2 separate regions of the Oryctolagus cuniculus genome follow, and region 2 is linked to region 1. The links are chromatin contacts, called in public Micro-C maps. All regions are on one chromosome and are shown on one strand. Each heading gives the region's core, a stretch centred on a gene start, on an enhancer-like site or on the middle of the called end of the contact. The rest is flanking DNA. Distances are from core to core; before and after follow the strand shown. Region 1 holds the start of GABPA (GA binding protein transcription factor subunit alpha). Region 2 holds the start of MRPL39 (mitochondrial ribosomal protein L39).

Region 1 (2,700 bases), core at 39-2,538:
AAACTGAGGCTTAGATGATAAGTGTCTGGTCCAAGGTTACACAGTAGAATCCAACTGAATACATCTACACCTGTTTCCCCTTTTGGCAACCCAAGGACATTCAGGTTCAACAACTGATCTTTGTTCAGACCTAGATACTGTGCCCATTACTTCCATATACATTCTTTCCTTGTGCCCCTACTGTGATATCCTTAAAGAGTTACAAGTGTTTTATCCCGCTTTACAGATGATAAAATTATGTTCAAGAAAAGTGATTAATCACCCATATTCCCATAACTAAGGTTGACTGCAAAGATGTGATTCCTACTGCAACACGGGTGGAATCTATTTTCATTTTTTTCAGTATCTATCATGTAGCTGCCAATGATTTCCAAATCACGTCTCTAATTCTAGTCTTTTTCCTGGACCCCAAACCCATATATTCAAAAGCTCTCAAGCCCTTGCAAGTTCTACAAACTCATCGAAAAAATGAACAGATACGCTCATATGAAAACTTGTTCCTTCCTTATTCCCTTTTCCCCCTCATTGAGTACGTGTGGATTGTCCACGATGTCACGCCTAAGACACACATAATTACACAAAGAGATTTAAAATGCCATTTGTGACAAATTCTCTATTCGAGTACCATCGGATGCCACAAGAGCCTAGGAAAGGGATTCCAAGTAGGACTGGGAACCTCAACACGAGGGGTTACAGCCAGCACGCAGGCCCCGTGGCGGGAGGGGGCCTGGTTCTATTTATAGTGGTGACTGACCAGCCAAAGGTTACCCAGCTCGCTGCCTCCTTCAGTAAGAGTTCCAAAAGCCAATCACAAACATTTCAAGCAGGGCTTTTAAGATGACCACTACCCTGTTCCCTCTTAGGGTGCAGGTCCTGCCCCGCGCTTTAGTGCCGGAGAATCTCACGCGCGCCTCCATCAGGCAGGCGGGGCCGCGACCCCATCCCGCACATCTGACCTTGGGCTGTCCCTGGCAGGCCGCGGGCCCCAAGACCCCTCGGCCTCCCGCACTCCCCCGGTTTGCCCACAGAGGCACTATCCCTCATTTACTGGGTCTGCGGCACTCTTCGAAGAGCAGAAGCGCCGAGGTCAGCTGTGACCCCGAGCCAGGCCCTGAAGGTGCTAGGGACACAGGACTGCGCTGCCCTCCCAGTAAGGCAGAGGTGACGGGCAGCCTAGGCCGTGTGAAGAAACCCAGAACCGCAGTCCCAAGAGACCGAGCTGGTCTAGTCACCCTCCCAGTCACCTTGCACTCAGCCCCGAGCTGCCAGAACCGCCGCCGCCGCCGCCACCGTTCCACTTCCGGCCCTGACTCCGCCCCCACACGCCTACCCGCCATCGAAATGCATTATGGGCCGCCGTTTCAGTCGGTCGGCACTCACCGGACAGGAAGCGTCTCGGAGGCAATCTGCGACCGGACGGCTCTAGGTGAGACAGAAGCCAAACAGGAGGAGGAAGTGGAGGGTAACTGCTTCCGGGTCCTCTAGCGAAGCCTCCGCCATCTTTCCTTCGCCTAATTTGACCCGTTCGCTTTTTCCCTTCTGGAAACCTTACTCTACGCATGCGCACTTCGGCTGGCCTGTCCCGAGTTCAAGCTCCCCCCCTCCTAGGCAGCGTCCTGCTCTTTAGGGGTTGTTGGGGTGTATGTGAATGTGCAGGGAAAGTGAGAGTGTGCGAAACACGCGGATTGGGACGTGGCGCCTCGTGCGCCGCTTGCGCTCGTTTCCCGCACCCTGCTGGGAGTTGTAGTCCCGGACCCGGGGGAGCCTGGGAGGCGGGAGGGGGTTCGGGGTTTCTCGGCGCCGATTCCGCGGGAAGGGCCCAGGGGCCTCACACTTGGAGTCCTGGGAGCTGCAGGGCTCGGCCCGGAGGGACGCTGCACGTGGAGCCCGCGCCTCTGCCGTTCGCAGCCGGCCCCGGAGCGCGGGCGAGAGCGCCAGGGCCGATTCCGGAGCGGGTGAGTGCGGCCGCGGGGGAGGAAGGGAGCGCGGGCCCGCGCGGGCCGGCCTCGTTCCGGGGCCTTTTCCCCCACCGCGGCCCCCCCGCGGCCGCCTCTGTGTTTTGTTTCCGCTGGTCCCCGGCTCCGCGACTCCCATTTCCGTTCGTGGAGACTTGAGGGAGCGGGGAGGGGCGGGGGGCGCGCGGCGCGGGGCCCCGGAGCGGCGCGCCTGCTGCCTCCCCGCGCTTCCCGGTCTCCTCGCCGGTTTGTGCGCGGTGGGCCGCTGTCCCCGTGGTCGCGGTTTGGGTCGGACGCCCCGGGATTTCGGAGGAAGTTGCAGACCCAGTCTGCTTCGCCGGACTCAGCGATTCACTCGCTTCAGATCCGCTTAGGTCTCCGTGCTGTCACACTTGCTCCAAAACCGTACTGTTGACGATAATGTCTGCTTGGGGTTTTTGTTTAAAAACGAGGAAATGAGCTAGCGAAGAGCTAATGTACCTTGCCAACTTTTATAGTGTTTCGTGCAATACAAGATACAGCTCCGTGATCACGTTTGGATTCAGGGCTCCGAGTTTGGCGCGGATAACGACAGAGCAGACAGTGTCTTAATACTGCATAGCGAAGCGATGAGTAGTAATTTAGAAATGAAATTCTGGTCACAAGCAGTTCTCGCCGGTAGAAATACACCTGACTCGGAGATAGCAGATTAGCAAGAGTTCCCATGGACCGCGTGGAACAGAGCAGTGAGAACATTCTTAGGTCA
Region 2 (2,700 bases), core at 182-2,681, 130 kb before region 1:
CATCGATCCCAAAAGATGCAAGGGAAGGAAGAGCTCACGTCTGTTTCCCACCAGTTTCCAGGGTCGTGTTCCCACCTGCACTCACAGGCCGGGGCAACGAGGAACCAGGACGCGGGTCAGAGACCAGAGCCACTGGGCAGCGGGGTGGGGGGGCGAAGACGGGGCCTGGGCGGGGAGCAGCAGGCCCCTAGCACACTGGACGTCCCGTGCCAACGCGCCCACGGCCAGGGGCGAGGAATGCCGAGCTTAATACTGAAACCCCCAATCAAGAGATTTCGCGAGGCAAACTCCATTCCTACGCGAGGTAACGATAGGTTTATACCAGACGCGAGCTGTTCCCAAAAGCGCCCCAAGTCCCGTCGCGGCCCCGCCCCCTGGTGACCCCCGCGACCCCAGATTTGTCCTCCCAAGGTTGGAAGCAGGCGGCAGCCAAAGCAGGGGACTGAAAAATCCTCCTCCTCCCGCTCTCCCACGACCCGCCTAAAGCTCCATCGCGGCTGCCACCATTCTCCAGGCCTCGCTCCCCATCCCCACGGCCGCTGAAACTCACTCCAGCCAGCCCCGCAGCCGGGGACGACCCGACAGAGCCGCAGCATCCGGACACCCACGGCCATGGCCTTCACAGCGGCCGTGGGAACCGCCGCGCGCCGGTCCTCTCCCGCCTTCCTCCCCCCAGAAACTCTGAACGCGCACCGAGGTTCCGCCCGACAGTTCCGTTCCGGGCGTTCCGGGCTGCGCGCGGCCATGAGAGGGCGCCTTTGCGCCTCGCTATCGCAAGCCCCGCGTCCCTGCGTGTTCCAAGGGCGCGACGGGTGACCCAGAACTTCGTGGGCTGTGAGGGAAACAGGGCGTCTCCCTGGCAGGGGCTGGGTGCCACGCGCGCCGCACCCTCCGCTGTCCCCAGGTTCCCGGCGGCCCATGGCCTCCTCCAGCTCTGGCTTCCCTCTCAGTTGTGCCGGGAGGGCTCCTCGGCTCGGCCGGGCTGGCGCCTGGGCTGTCGCGTCCATTTGCCCTGTCAGCATGGGCCTGCAAACGGGTCGTGTGGATACTGGGGCCGCTGTGTGATCCGTGGCGCCCAGGGCAAGTTTCCCAGGTTAGCGTGGGTCCCATCTTGTTAGCGTAGGGAATGGCACCCTGAGGCGGAACTTTCTCGGCCATGAGGTGGGCGCCCAAGAGCCCCAAACTCAAATACAAGGCACTTAAAATGGTCTGTAGGAGAAATTAAAGGGAAGCTTCTCTGGGTGCGAAACATTTTTGAAATTCGTGCCTACGAGGAATCTTCAAAAGCTTCGTGTAAAATGCCTATTATGAAGAAACTACGCATGGATTGACTGGTTTTTTTTTTTAACACCCCAATAAACGTATCTTTTAATTTCGTTACAATCCTATATGTTGAATGGATGAATGCCCTTACCAAAAAAAAAAAAAAAAAAAAAGCAAAGTTCCAACACAGGGCTTCGTCCCATTGTTGTAGGAGGCTTCCCAGTGGTTAAACACGGGAATACGGGAATGTTTTTGTGTTTAACGCTGGGGCTTTACTGGAGGCTGGGAGTTGACTGAACCTGCGGCAGCCTCCCCCCTTTGACTTGCAATCGGATTAAACCGCCGCCAGGTGGAAGTGCCGACTCAGCGGCAGATCCTGGGTCGCTCCACGCTAGAGCCCCGCTGCCCCTCGCAAGTGCGAGAATCTTCACTTACTATCTCCCAGGTCCTTCATTTGAAATATTGCAATTCATGACACCTTCAGAAGATTCTTTTGTTTTTTAATTTTTTTATTTAGAATGAGAAATGTAAGGATATGGCCGAGCTTGGTTTAAATCTAGTCTTCAGTTTCCCAGATGGCTTCTCATTTTGAGATCCCAATTGGAACTACAAAATGTACCTATGTACAAATAAGTGTGGTGTGGTGTGTGTGGTGGTGTGTGTGTGTGTGTGTGGTGTGTTGCTTCCTCCTTGAATTTACATTCAATGATTCCCTGGAAAGCTTTGTGTCTCACTAGCCTATTATAGAGACTGTTCATTGACCCCATCCAGAAACAACAGAGTTGCCCTTGGAACAGTTTAGAGCAACGTTTAAACTAAGCTTCTGAACTCAAACTGAAACAAGTTTGATCATCAATACGTTGGAGGGGCCAGCATTGTGGCCTAGCCGGTAAACCTGCACCTGTGACACTGGATCTGGGTGCTGGCACCTATCCCTGCTGCTCCACTTCCCATCCAGCTCCCTACTAACAGCCTGGGAAAAGCAGCAGAAGACAGCCCAAGTGTTTGTGCCCCTGCTGCTCATGAGACGAAGCTCCTGGCTCCTGGCTTTGGCCTGGACCAGCCCTGGCTGTTGCTGGTGGGGAGTGAACCAGCAGATGGAAGATTCTCTCTCTCTCTGAAACTTTGACTTTCAAAAATAAAAATAAAAAAAAATAAAAAAAAAAAAAACCTTGGAGACAGGTAACTGGAACTCTCTAGCAGCACAGAAGTGCTAGTTGTGAGACTATCACTAATGATAATGGACACCAAATATTGAACATAGGGCTCCAACCAGCCAAAGCACTAAACATAATAATCCTCTTTATCCAGCAGGAGAAATTCAGGTTTGGAGAGCTTGAGAGACTTTACTGGACATAGACCTTTAGCCAAGAATCTTCCAATGTATTTCCTTATTGTAGATCCCCTTTCTTGCTTTTTTTTTTTTTTAATCAACCT

Evidence for each region. Hi-C and Micro-C count contacts between places; a contact is called where the count stands out from the background.
Region 2: a contact with region 1 is called in a Micro-C map of ear pinna, with 9 times the contacts expected there. The contact joins the promoter of MRPL39 here to the promoter of GABPA in region 1. A contact is called at or near these places in 3 of 6 Hi-C or Micro-C datasets (ear pinna, psoas muscle and an unstated tissue).

Annotation. Positions count from the first base shown.
Region 1 is chr4:20,154,357-20,157,056 of mOryCun1.1, reverse strand. GABPA (GA binding protein transcription factor subunit alpha) reads left to right here and starts at 1,288. Exons shown (of 10, transcript XM_008267149.4): 1 at 1,288-1,426. It overlaps ATP5PF (ATP synthase peripheral stalk subunit F6), which reads right to left and starts at 1,935. Exons shown (of 4, transcript XM_008267151.4): 1 at 1,381-1,935.
Region 2 is chr4:20,288,706-20,291,405 of mOryCun1.1, reverse strand. MRPL39 (mitochondrial ribosomal protein L39) reads right to left here and starts at 1,431. Exons shown (of 10, transcript XM_070071903.1): 1 at 551-1,431. The coding sequence starts at 1,022.